Regions from separate parts of the Capra hircus genome. Here region 2 is linked to region 1. Evidence: chromatin contacts called from public Hi-C data. All regions are on one chromosome and are shown on one strand. The core of a region is the stretch at or near the end of the contact, and the rest is flanking DNA. Distances in the headings are between cores, read along the strand shown.

What was found. A called contact is a pair of places that touch in the nucleus more often than the background predicts.
Region 2: a Hi-C map of liver shows a contact between it and region 1, with 2.3 times the contacts expected there. The contact joins two enhancer-like sites. A contact is called at or near these places in 2 of 5 Hi-C or Micro-C datasets (blood and liver).

Annotation. Positions count from the first base shown.
Region 1 is chr13:17,051,857-17,059,097 of ARS1.2, forward strand. YME1L1 (ATP-dependent zinc metalloprotease YME1L1) reads right to left here. Exons shown (of 19, transcript XM_005687859.3): 3 at 1,634-1,796; 4 at 1,078-1,176; 5 at 745-854. Among named protein-coding and RNA genes, the nearest start is that of YME1L1, 12 kb to the right of the region's middle. Within about 2 kb of position 4,300, at least 1 of the 5 cell types and tissues checked has an H3K27ac peak or open chromatin away from gene starts, as enhancers often do.
Region 2 is chr13:17,243,112-17,250,352 of ARS1.2, forward strand. It overlaps PDSS1 (decaprenyl-diphosphate synthase subunit 1), which reads right to left. Exons shown (of 11, transcript XM_018057041.1): 8 at 1,033-1,113; 9 at 828-941. Among named protein-coding and RNA genes, the nearest start is that of PDSS1, 28 kb to the right of the region's middle. Within about 2 kb of position 2,975, at least 1 of the 5 cell types and tissues checked has an H3K27ac peak or open chromatin away from gene starts, as enhancers often do.

The DNA.
Region 1 (7,241 bases), core at 3,050-5,549:
CATGGGGTCACAAAGAGTCGGACACGACTCAGTGACTGAACTGAACTGAACTGATGAAATAACAGCCTCTAGTACTCAAGAGCAATAAGCAGTCTTGTTTGACAGGACTTTAAAACACCAAGAGAGTAGAGGATAGAGGGAGAGAGGAGGTGGTACACTCAAAGATGAGAACAGAAAAATGTTAGGCAGAATGCCAAGTGATGAAATGCCTTACGTACCATGGCAGAAATCTGACAATAAAGCAGAGGAATACAACTATTACATTTTAGACAGTCCAGCAGATGGCAGTCTGGAGATTGGACTAAAGCTAGCAAAAGTGAAGGGAGACTAAATAATCATCATCTGTCTATGCAGTGGACCTGGGGATGAAGACAGATTTAAGAAACATTTAAGAGGCTGGATCAATAGGGTTTTAGTAATTATGGATGCAGGAAGTGAGAGAAGATGGACAAATTATAGTTAACCACAATGTTTCTTGCCTGGATGGATGCTACTTATTAACATAAGAATACATAAGCAGGTGTAGATTGACAGGAAAAAACAAAGGAAGATGTCTAACAGGCTAGTGGAAAAATAGCTTGGAATCCAGAATGTTGTAGATATAATGATTGCATAGAATATTAATCCATTATCCTAAATGAAAAGATGAAAGAAAATCAACTAGCCAAAAATATACATCCGATATTGAACATTCTTTCTGAAAAGTACTGCTTTATCAAACAACAACGAAAAAGGTCTAATTACCTTCACAAATGATGGCGCTGTGTGCTGGGTTTCTGCTAATCTTTCAGAGGTGGACTGCAGACGTCGTGTCCTTGATTTCAACGTTTTAAAACCCCGAGACTGTATGAAAACTGAATGAAACAGTATCACATTCAGTTTTCATTTTAAATTTTCACAAGGAAAATGTCTACTAAGAACCAAAACTTTGACACTAGTTATTTCCAAATATTCTGCAGATTCTACTGTGAGCTACAAATGACTGTTTCTAATCATTAATATCACTAAGAAAGACAAATCAGAATATATTAAACAAATCTATATTTTTCAAAATAAATATAATTTGTTGCTTCATACCTGGCCAGTACTGAAGATCTGAACAAATTCTTTTAAGAGTTCTTGAATGTTGTCTGTACAAGCAAGAGGAACGTAAAGTACTAAACATATCTAGGCAACCTGGAAAGAAATTGTAAAAACTAAACTTTCTAATTGTCAAACAATCAAATCATGAAATACAACAAATGATTTTACCAAATATTAGAAAAACCAAAACAAGTTATTTGCAAGAGACAATTTCAAACCTAGTCTACAATGTGATGAAACATTGGAAACCAGAAGTATGTTAATAAGTAACATGAAAGTCTAAGTGGCTCAGTCATGTCCGATTCTTTGCAACTCCACAGACTGTAGCCCTCCAGGCTCCTGTCCATGGAATTCTCTAGGCAAGAATACTGGAGTGGGTTGCCATTCCCTTCTCCAGGGGATCTTCCTGACCCACGGATCACACCCACACTGCAAGTGGATTCTTTACCATCTGAGCCACCAGGGAAACCCCCTAACCTTGTTATCTATTAAATTATCAACAGTACTAAAATGGCTTACTTTCATTGAAACATAAACTATATTATCTTACCATATTTATTTTCAAAGAAGGACTGTGCAGATACATGAGATGTATGCCAATGGGAAGAAACATTTTTGTCCTTATAAAATCCAGGAAGTAGACTGTCTACCAGTTGATCAATCTGTCCAACTTTTAATTCAGATAATCCTAGGTCCCTTAAGTTAAGTACAGGCTGTAAAAGATTGAGTCAACCATGTAAGCATTATTATTTTTTAACTTTTTATTGACATATAGTTGATTTACAATGTTTCCGTTGTTGTTTAATCGCTAAGTCATGTCCCACTTTTGTGACCCCATCAACTGTAGCCTACTAGGCTCCTCTGTCCATGGGACGTTCCAGGCCAGAGTATAGGAGTGGATTGCCATTTCCTTCTCCAGGGGACCTTTCTGACCCAGGGATCAAACCCATGTCTTTTCAGTTATATATATACACACTCATGTGTTATATATACACATAAACACACACATATGTGAAGTGTGTGTGCTCAGTTGTGTCTGACTATCACCCCATGGGACTTCCCAGGCAAGAATACTAGAGTGGGTTGACATTTCCTTCTCTGGGGCTCTTCCTGACACAGAGATCAAACCCGCATCAGCTACATCTCCTACATTGGCAGGGGGAGTCCTTACCACTAGCACCACCTGGGAAGCCATATATATATATATATATATATATATATATATATATATATACACACACACACACACACATATATATAATTTTCTATTATATAGAATTACATATATATATAATTTTCTACCATAAGTTACTACAAAAATTACATAGTAGGTCCTTGTTGTTTAGCTCAGGTAAGCATAATCACATCAAGCTATTTAACTTAAAGAGTACTTATTAACTAAAATAATGTGAATTTTTAAAATCTAACAAATGTATTGATTCTCTTTTCCTTCAAATATTTAAAAAATAAATTGGTATGCATATTTTTCTAGTTCTAGCTTTACTGAGGTCAACCATGTGAGATTTGACAAAGCTTTAAAATAAAAAAATCATACTCCCAATAGTATTAGCAGTCCATGGAGCTTTAATGACCATAAACAAAAGCCCATTCAATAAACATATGCTGAGATTCTTATTTGAACCAAAAGGTTCTGTAAATTACCCATATCTAACTCCTAGTAAGGAGAGACATTGAACAAAGCAAAAGATGTGTGGAAACCAGTCAAGACAATACTTTCACCTTAAAACAGTTCTGAAATAACTAGAAATTAAATAGGAGTGAGCTATTTTCTTGTTCAAATGAGCAGACAGGGAGCCACTAAGGACAAGTAACAATTTAAAGTCCCAACAGCTAAAACTTCAAGTAAGAGAAGTAAAACTAAACAAAACAAGTAAAATATCAACTTCTTATGACTGATGTAGTCAGATCCTTGGATTACATAGCTCTGGATTGATGTTCAGGTGCTAGTCAATTAAAAGCTTTGTAACCAGTCCTTCACATTCTTAGAATTCGTTTCCTCATTAGGAAAATGATTATAAAATATATCCTGATTATTTCCCAACAGGATAGTATGGATCAATGGATAAGATCATGTCTTGGCCATCTACATAGCCTAATATATACAGTAAGACGGTTAAAAGTGAAGTCGCTCAGTCAGGTCCGACTCTTTGCGACCCCATGGACTGTAGCCTACCAGGCTCCTCGGTCCATGGGATTTTCCAGGCAAGAGTACTGGAGTGGGTTGCCAAAATAGTATGGATCAATGGATGAGATCATGCCTTGGCCATCTACATAGCCTAATATATACAGTAAGACAGTTAAAGTCAGAATGAAATATTTAATAAGTGCTTTTTAAGGTAATAAAAACTGTACAATATAAGGCACATTATTATAATAGAACCAGAAGGACTACAATATTTAAAAGCTATAAAGATATTTTATCTTCTAAATTAGGGAAACCAAAAAGTCTATTTATAATACAAAAAGAAATGCAGATTTTTAACTAAGAAGATTATTCACCTTACTTATTGGGTATCAGGTCCTAGGAACACAAAGAGAAATAAAGTACATATAAGTATGATAATTACCATACTATATGGTAACTGCTCTTATAGAGGTTTTTATTTTAAGTGGTAACAGAACACAGAACAACCAATTTCCTAAGTCAGATAAGGTTTCCCAGAATTAACAATTCACAAATGATGGGGAAACTTCAGGGAAGAAACCTCGGGGAAGAGGACAAACAAAAAGTCATCAGAGGGCCTGGAATGTTTGAGATGCAGTCAAGTTCAGTGACTGAAGAAAGCACTAGAAAGAAGGGCTATGGCCAAATTGTGAGGAGCTGTGTTTGAATTTAATTCTATACCTAATATCATTAGTTTTGTTTTAGAGGAAGAAGACAGAATATAAAGATGATAAGCTGGAGAAAAGAAGGCTGATACAATAAGAGAAAAAAGGCATGAACCTGAACTGAGCCCTAAGAGGGATGCAGATACCAAGTGGCAGACAACAGACATTTGAAAAAACCAGTGAAGTACAGGATTATGAGGGAGGGGGGTTCTGGACGGATGTGCTGGTTATTGGTCTGCTGTCTCTCAGCTCCTCTTGGTCCTTTCTCTGGCTCCACAATCATGTATCTGGGTCCCTTTAAATAGTCTTCCTTTGTTGGCTAGGACATTAAGTTGTCAGTAGAGGGCACTGGAGAGACTTCGTAGGAGGAGTTTCTATTCCTGGTTCACACCATGTATTATGGTCACTCAACAGGCTCCTGGGTGCAATACCCATGGTTTCTCCAGCATCTGGCTCCTGCAGCTTCTCTGAAGCCTGGCTCCTGTGTGCACAGTTGCCAACAGTACTTGGCAGCTTTCCCACAAACAGCTTCTCCTGGTACCCAGGTGGCAGATTTCCATCAGGTTCAGCTTGTACAGCACCAGCGACTTCTATGCCATTTAGTGAGCCAAGGCCATACCCTCTCCAACAACCTCAGAACCTCAGCCCAAGGGTGGAGAAGTCTTCGTGGGTAGCTCAATCCTGGGAGTATTAGCTGCTCCTTGAATCTGCAAGTCCTGTATATTTCGAGTTCTCCTTACTTATTACTAGCCAAACCCTAGTTATGCCAATCCCCTGTAAGACCAATATTTTTAAAATATTCAACTAAAAATATTTATTCTGTATATTAAACTTGCACTGTTCAAATGACTATGTGGTCTCTTTCCCTTGGTTGGACCCAGACTGACAAAGAGGTGCTAAAACCACTGTTAAGATCAAATACACTGGAATCTGAAGAAGTAGTTCAGTTTTAGACATCTTTATTTTGAGGTCCTTGAAGTCTGTCCAGAGGGTATTTTAATAAGTCACCAGATGACTATTCTAAAACTTTAGAGATGCTTTATAGAGCTGAAGGTAGATTGGGAGTTATCAGCATATAGGAACACATAAACATTAAGATAGATAATCTGGGAGACTGTGAAGAATGAAAGTTAGATTACAGGTAAATGCATCCACTATTTAAAAGGCTGGCAATAAAAAGAAGTCCAGCAAAACAGAAAGGGGGGGGGGGGAATCAATGCAGTATCACTCAATTTCTGAGTACTTTGAAAAGAGTGGATATTCTTAAGGAAAAGTTGAAAAAGTTGCAGATTTTTAAAAATGCCTGTATTTACTGCTAAGGAAATCAACAAAATACACCAAGCCTATAAAATGGTAAAAGTAGTAGCCAAACTACAATGGGAGATGGTATAAATAAAAGCAACAATCAAGTTCAGAATACTACTTTTTTCTTAAGTCTGAAAGCAAAAGGCACAGAAGTCAGACAGCTTGGAAGGAAGTTAAAAAGAAAGTTTTTTTGCTTGTATTGTGAAGAGGATGTTTGGATGAGTAAGACTTGATGAAAGCAAAGGCATCGAGGAACAAAGGAGGTGAGAGCAGAGATGAGGAATGATGCTTAAGAAAAATGGAAATGTTTGTGAAAAAATAGCAAGCAGTAATCAGTGATAAACCACAGGACTAATGAGGGTAAACCAGAGGATCAGACACCAATTCTGTATCTGAAACCCATCAGTCTTAAGCTCAACTTTGGCTTCTAGAATTTAGTTACTATTTAAGCTAAAATATACCTGACCACTGATCTAGCCATTTCACTTAATGAAACAGTCAAGTATTTCATACCATGGAAAGTACAAGTAGTGTTGTTTATAGCAGAAAAAATTGGAAATAGTACCCAACAACAGACCATAAAATGAACAGTCTGAAGTCATAAAAACTAATGTATGGTATAACAAGTTCATAAGACTATTAAATGATGAAGGAAAAATCTTAATCTGCATACACAGATGATCCAACAATTATAAAATATAAAAGTACAAGGGAGAAAAGGAGAAGCAGGATCATAGATTAATTTCTCCCACTTACATAATATTTTCCAAAATTTCTGAAATGAATATAACAGTGCTGCATGTAGCAATTGTGACACATGCAGTCATAGCATTAGGAAAGCTCTCTTAGACTATAACTGAGAAGGGTGTCAAAAAACAATGGACCACCTATAGAAAGACGCTAGTATAAAAGGAAAACATAAAGACAAATTTTTCTCCTACATAAAACTGTATTTCAAGACTTAGCTCACAACCATCCCCTCATCCCACTCCCACCAAAAGCAAATATGGAAATAGTGTCAGATTTCACTTTCTTGAGCTCCAAAATCAATGCAGATGGTGACTGCAGCCACAAAATTAAAAGACGCTTGCTCCTTGGAAGAATAGCTATGTCAAACCTAGACAGTGTTAGGAGAAGCAGAGACATCACTTTGCCGACAAAGATCCGTCTAGTCAAAGCGATGGTTTTTCCGGTAGTCATGTATGGATTTGAGAGTTGGACCATAATGAAGGCTGAGCACTGAATAATTGATGCTTTCAAACTGTGGTGCTGGAGAAGACCTCTTGAGAGTTCCTTGGACAGCAAGGAGATCAAACTAGTCAATCCTAAAGGAAATCAATCCTGAGTATTCATTGGAAGGATTGATGCTGAAGCTGAAGCTCCAATACTTTGGCCACCCGATGCAAAGAATTGGCTCACTGGAAAAGACCCTGATGCTAGGAAAAATAGAGGGTGAGAGAAGGGGGCAACAGAGGATGAGGTGGTTGGATGGCATCACTGACTCAATGGACATGAGTCTGAGCAAACTCAGGGAGACAGTGATGGACGGAGACGTCTGGCTTGCTGCAGTTCATCAGTTTGCATAGAGTTGGACACGACTTAGCAAATGAACAACATATACTGTTCTCCGCCACAGTCCCTCAAATGAGGACTAAGGATATAAGCCATTTATAGGCTAAAGAGGCTTCTGTGAATCTTAGCCACATATTATAGTGTTTACTATGAAAAATGTATTCTGAGCTATAAGCAACTATCTTGGTAACAAGTTTTGTAAACACAAGTTACTAGATTGGCAATTTGCTATATACCAGACCACGATGATTTTATAATTCTCTGAATACTCAAAGCACAGTTTCATAGCTAATACATTCCATTTTCAGGTATCTGTGTTTCAACTGTTCAACTGCCCTGAAAGCTTCTATAAGGCAGCATATAATAACTTCTTGCTCTTCTATCTTCCCTGAGACTTGTGGGGCAGTTGTGGAGTTAACTGTGGGATCCCT
Region 2 (7,241 bases), core at 1,725-4,224, 190 kb after region 1:
CTAAATTTCACAGCCTGGTGATGAACATTTAGCTTTGCTAAATAATGAATTAAATACGAAGATGAAAAACTATTAGAAAGAAGTCCAAATACCAGCTTAATGTCCTACTTCTTTCAAAGAGCATTTGGCAAGCCAGAAGCAGCGTGGCCAGGGACCAGAGCAGGATCTGGAAGGGTCCGCCCTGCGAGTCACCGAGGCTTCAAAGCTTCCAGTTTTCCATGCATATTAAGGGGAAGATGATGGTAGCTTTACTTCCTTGCTTAATGGACAGCCCCTCAGTCTGGACAAAGAAGAAACTGTGGTCCCAGTGCATCCCTCTGCTCTTGACATTTTTGAGGCAATGGCAGAGGCTCACTAAGAGCAGCCAACAGTCCCGTTAAATTTCTAGAACCGGAAAATTACTCCTGCTGGGGGCCTCCCTGTGCCTGTTTAAGGGGCTCTGATATACGAAGTCCAGCCCTATAATGGAGATGTGGAAACGACCCACCCTGTCAGTGCCCAAGAACACAGAAGTGATCGCAGCGCCTCCTTAAATGCACAAGGCACTTAATGCACACAGTATCTCCATGAATGTCGTCTCAGGTAACCCTTACAGTGGCCCTGGAAGGAAGCTTATAATCTTCTCCATGTTACAGGCAAGGAACCAGAGTTCAGAGGCAAGAATGACTGGCTTGGATGCTTCAGTCCTATACTTGGGATCACATCTAGAACTCTGGTCTATTAGAAACGCTCCCACTTCATCTAACCTTCCCATCAGCTGTGCCTGGCAGGTACCAGTCCCACAGGGCCTCCCGGAAGTGTGTCCCAGGGAAGTGCATAAAACCTACCTGCTGACAAGCAAATAAGACAGGGCCAGTGGCTAACCCGAGCTTCAGGTCGGCTGAGGTCGGTTTGCCCATCTGGTCAGAACACGAGGTGAAGTCCAGGACGTCGTCTATCAGCTGGAGAACAAAGGGCTGTCACAGCCCCGCCACACCGGTGTCCCCACCGCCCTGCCCGCTGGACCGCACCCCTCCAGAGCAGTAGACCAACCTGAAAAGCGATGCCCACGTTCTTCCCGTACTCAAAGGCAATCTCATGCACTGCTGGGTCAGGGCATCCCAGGACAGAGACCTGAAACAGAGGATCCCAAGGTAAGCTGCTGGAGGGCAGAGGCAGGGGGGCGGCCCCATGGGGATTCGCACCTCCTCCTCCTCAGGAAAGGGGCCATGAGCTGGGTGTGCAGCCAGGAGAGACTGTTCTCAGGAGACCAATCACAGACAGGGTACCTGTGTGTCTGACCTGTGGAATAAAGGACTTCAGTCTCAGACTGTTTTCTTAAATTTCAAGAAGACTCGCCTTTCCCACCTCCTTTCACTAGACAGGCCATCTTTCCCACCGCTTAGGGAAAAAAGAGATAGGACTAGACCAGTTCTGCAATGCGGGAGATCTGGGTTCGATCCCTGGGATGGGAAGATCCCCTGGAGAAGGGAAAGGCTACCCACTCCAGTATTCTGGTCTGGAAAATTCCATGGACAGTCCATGGGGTCGCAGAGTTGGACACAACTCAGCGAATTTTGAAAGAAAAAAAAAAAAAGACCAGTCCTGCTAGTCAGTCTCTCTGCCGTGCACACCAAACAGACTGCAGTGTCTGAGATGCTGTCTTCCAGCGCCTGCAACCCTCGCCCAACTGTTGGCATTTTTATTTTTCTACTGACTTGCCCTTGCTTTATAAGTAGAGATCTGATCTAATCACACACAGGATGCGGTCATACTTCATTTCCCTATTTGTAGTCCTTATAATCATTTTTGGTGATTTCACTTGATTCTGAAAAGCTGTTTTTTCTTGGTGTCTGTTAACAGCCTCAAGCCTCATGCTTCAGACACAGGTATGGTTCTTCCGTTACCTAAGGACTGTCCCCGGTCCTACTGTTTCCCTGTTTCTCTCACAAGAAGTCAGGTAACTGTATAAACGCTTTTTCCCCCGTTCAGTGAGGGAATAGGACTTCTAAGTCTTCTGTAAAACTCGAAAAGCCTGGCTGGCGCTGGTCACTCAGCACTTTTCCCGCTGCTCTGCTAAGCATGCAAAGCAGGCCTGGCCACACTTCAGAGGATGGGGGTGGGGTGGGGGAGAACACTCCTCCAGGGGAGAGAGGGCCTGGACTGGCCCCGAGAGCCAGACAGAGCTCTTCCGGGCCTCCTGTCTGACCTCAGCCCACACCTTCATCGGCCTCTGGGGACATGGGGGACCCTGCTGGGCACAGGCAGGTGGGCGCCACGGTGAGCCTGGGGGGCTGTGCTTCTGCCCCTCAGTTAGCACGTGACCTTCGTGATCCTGTCTGTGCTTCAGTTTCCTCGTCTGTAAAACCAAGGCTCACAAGTACCTACAGCAGAGGCTGGAAGGAGGACACGAGACGCCACCCATGCTCTCTGCACACCGCAGGCGTCTAGCTGTAACCCCGAGCATCTGCCGAGACTGTGAGCAGCCCTCCTCCCCGACTGCTGTGCCTACAGGAGCCGGGGAGTGTCCCAGTCTGCTGCTGTGAAAGAAGTCAAAAAATGCATCACCTGGCTGAGAGAACAAGTGCGTAGCCAGGCTCGGGCAGCCTGGGACACGCTGAGCCCAGAAGACAGACATCCCCTTTCTCGACAGAAATGACTCGTAAAGCAGTTCTGTAGAGGGCGATGCGACTTCCTATGCGCAAAGCAGCACAGAAATACAAACTTCCTTCCTGAGAAGTTGAAGATTTTTAAAAACGCCATTCTATTTCTGAACTCAGTGGATGACAATGTCTGGAGTGCACACGATATGCACTGTGCACCACCCTAGATCTCACAGCAGCCCACAGATGCCTCTTCTGGGGCTGGTGACGGTAAAAGCCAGCAGCCACCGAGCACTCTGCCGGGCGCTATCCTGAGATTTCTCACGTTGCCACTCACTGAGGAGGCCGGCGCCGAGACACAGCGGGGACCAGGTGTCACAGGATGAGGAGATGGCGAAATCAGGACCGAACCCGGGCAGTCTGCCTCAGAGACTGGTCCCGATCACGCGGGACCTTTAATGGGCCTCAAAGTAGAGAGGCCGGTCATGGCGCTCAGGAAGCAGAGAGCCCCGAGTCCGCCTCGCCGCCCCCCCAAAGCCAGGCAATAAAGGGACACTGCTGCTCAGATTTCCCCACGACGACATGAAGAGCACCTCTCCCCCGCTGCCCCTGCCCCGTGAGGCCTGTCTGACCAGGAAAGTCAAAAGGGACCAACACAAACCAGAAAGGAGGCAGGCTGACGTGCACGCATCTCGTCTCAGCCTCAGAGAGATGCCCCCCATCTGAGTCCTGGGGAGGGTAGAGCGGAGCTCAGGTAACTGTTCTGTTTGAAGCAGGTCCACAGCCAGGCCATGGGACGCACGAGTCGAGGGTGGGGGGTAAGGACCACACCTCTCAGGAGACTCTTCTACACCTTTCCTCAAAACCATCAGAAAGATCACATCGACAAGGGCACAGCCCTTGACATCTATTGAGCATCTCTGTCTTTAAAGGGTGTGTTTACATCACTATGAGAGTTAATATACGTACTGTGCTCTTATTTATTAAAAATAATGGAGATTATTGGAGCTCCACCATTATACTGAAAAAATACCAAAATAGGTGGTTGTCAGAAACCAATGGAAAACACTGGGAGAAAACTTTTTCAACATAAAATCACAGATAAAGGGCTAATATTCTTAATATATAAAGAACTCTTTAAAACTGATAAGGAAAAAAGACCAACCACCCATCAAGAAAATGGGCAAAAGACATGAATATACAATTCACAAAAATTAAAGAACTGAAAATAGCCCTTCAGCCTCTTAAAAGGAGTTCTACTTCACCAAGAAAAGAGAGATGTAAACTAAAACTCTCATTGTAACACCATTTCTCATCTGTCAGATTGTCAAACACTCAAGTCTAAGGCTACATTTGGTTAGCGTGGCTGTGGGAAAACAGGCAACCATGTTAACCATGGGGCTTGGGGAGGAGCACACTGCGGTTCACTCCCCGGCCGACAGCTCTGGTTTGCCCACCCCACACCCCTGCTTGGAGCTGGATCTGGGCCAACAGGTTCTGGGAGAGGCCGGCCACGGAGGCAGCCCAGGTCCCAGGCCACAGCCCACTCTACACCACAGCCACGGTGCCCAGGCCCCCAGCACAGCCCATTCCACACCACAGCCTAGCGCCACGTCTGCAACACACACCCCAGTGTGCATGGCAGCAGTCTTACACAGCCAAGACACGGAAGCAACCCAAGCGCCCAGCAATAGAAAACTGGCTTAAGAAGGTGTGTGTGTGTACACACACACACACACACACACACACTGGAATATCAGTCACAAAAAGGAACGGAATACTGCTATTTGCAACAATATGGATGGAACTTGAGAATACTATACTAAGTGACGTGAAAAACTATATGATATCACTGATATGTGAAATCTAAAAAATAATAAGAATGAATCACTGAATACAAACCAGAAACAGAGTCATAGCAAACAAACTTATGTTTCCCACTGGGTGCAGGGATAAATTAGGAATATGGGATTAACAGACAGAAACTACTATAAGTAAAACAGATAAACAACAAGGATTTACTACACAGCACAGAGAATTATATTCAATACCTATAGTGGCAATAATCATATCTATCTATCTGTCTATATATATATATCACTGAATCACTTTCCTATATGCCTAAAATACAACTATGCTGCTGCTGCTGAGTCGCTTCAGTCGTGTCCAACTCTGTGTGACCCCACAGACGGCAGCCCACCAGGCTCCCCCATCCCTGGGATTCTCCAGGCAAGAACACTGGAGTGGGTTGCCATGTCCTTGTCCAATGCATGAAAGTGAAAAGTGAAAGTGAAGTCGCCCAGTGTTGTCCGACTCTTAGTGACCCCATGGACTGCAGCCTACCAGGCTCCTCCATCCAGGGGATTTTCCAGGCAAGAGTACTGGAGTGGGGTCCTATTGCCTTCTCCGAAAATACAACTGTATTTCAAATTTAAAAAAAAAAAAAAAAAGATTCTTGACAACTAAATGCAACATGAGATCCTAGACTAGATCTTGGGCCAGAAAACAACGTTCCCATCTGTTCTAACAATATTATGAGAACTATTAACATTTGAATAAGGACTATGTGTAGATTAGATAAGAATATCATAATAAAAAAATAGGCGTTCTACAGCTATGACCCACAAACCAAGGTTCTGGGGCGGCCCTCTGTAGCTTTGACAATAAGGCACCAGGAAGACAGTCCACTGATTGCAGGCCACATGCCTCACTCGAGAGAACAGAAATTCAGGAGGAAAAAAAACAAGATGAATGAATGAATACATGAAACTGCAGGCTTATCATACCCAGCTCTGGGTTCAAATCTCCGCTCAGCTACTGTCTGACTGGAAAACACTGGGTGGGCCACCAGACCCCTCTGGCCTCATTCCCATGAGGTTTTCTGGGGAACAAGGCACAGCGTTCACTGGTAAACCACACAATGTATTTTGCGTAACTATGTACAGAAACAAAGAGCCAATCACCTTTTAAGGTTACTTCTATTTTAACGTCAGTCAGTGTCCCAAAACAATCCTCAACAGCCCTCTCTTAGATTTAATACCATTTTTCACTAAACGGTCCTTAGGACAATGAACTGTAAGCCGTGAGGTTTCCTTCAAATTGCCATGACATCCTGAACTTCATTATTCCTCTCTAATGAGTCTGATGTTTAAATTCTTACCCCTTTTTTTTGGTGTCTCTAATTTGCTTTGCATGTGTTCTTTCAGAGCCCACGTGTCTGCGTTTTAAATACCAAAATCACATAAAAACAGCAGTTTTGAATATATAACACCTCTGGAACGTCTCTCCCCATAGGCATTTATATATAGAAACTTTTATTCAGGGAGCTCACACTAGCATTCTGCTTTATTATTCTAATGGCTCTGGAGCTCAGGAATAAATCACAAGAAAACTGGGCAGTTCAGGGCTGATGGCAGCCTGCCTCCTGGTGGACAGCCTGAGACTTTTCATTTTTAATGAGGGTCGAGCCCTGTTAACTTTCAGGCCCACTTGTACTTGCCCACCTGTGAGGGACGAGGTCCTCTTTATGAATGAATACACGCGCGACCCTGGCTTTGGCTTCCTAAGCGGAGGACAGCGAATGCAGTCCCTCCCTGATGGCGCGGCTCGCCGAGCGCATGCTCCCGTCCTGGCTCCGGGGCAGCAAGGGCTGCTGCCCTGTGGAATGTCCACTCTGCGGACAATGACCCTCAGTGTTTCAGAGCCAGCTGCCCCACTGACGGCCGTGCTTCTCTCTGTAGCCTCAGGCCTGTGAAGATTTCCCCGTCACCTAACACACTAGTGAGCCTGGGCCTCCCGCTTCACGGAGACATTGGCCATCAAGGGTATGATGAGCAATGAAACATCAATGTTCTTAAGATTAATTAAGATTGAAGGCCACCATTTTAAATCTTTTTTTTTTTTTTTAATTTAGCATTCTCAGGCCTATCCTATTTTTGTCTCTCTTTTTTTAGAAAACCACACTCACAATTTCTGGGAAATTAAGAAAAAAATGCTCTTTCAATAAAAAGACAAAAATGGCTGAGATTGTGGCCATCATGTTCTACATAATTCACATTCCTCTGGGTTTCAACTGGGTCTTTTTAGGAAGAAATGTTGTCCTCATTCTTTTTTGGCTCAATTACAATTACACATTTCTTGACACTTTTCCAGACACATTACTGGCAAGGGGCTTCTTCACCTGAGAGGTCTGAGAAAAAGCTCTCTGCAACTGTGATTATGTTACAGAATGTATCACGAACTGACACTTGCCCCTTAGGAGTCTCCCCTTCTTGCTGCTTTAATCACAGGACTCTTACTTGGCCCAGTTTTCTTCCTGTGTATCTGCTAGGCTGAAAGACGGTCAGATGAATAATTCTAGGCAGAGAACTGTCTCTCATTCATGGGCTAGCACTGAATGATTAAAGACAACATTGATTTTTCAGAAAAGGAAATTATGTGAAGAGTGGAGGGAAGGCCACCGAGAAAGCAATGGGTACAGAAAAGTTATGGTTCAGGCTCAGCTTATACTCAGAAGCAGAAGGGCTTTTTTATTTCCAGATAACTGAGAGGGATTTATTACTCATAGAAGAGGATACAGAACACTGGTATAATCTATTAGTTGGATGTTTTCGCCCAGGTCAATATTTAAGAACACAGCATAGCACTTTATAACTTCTT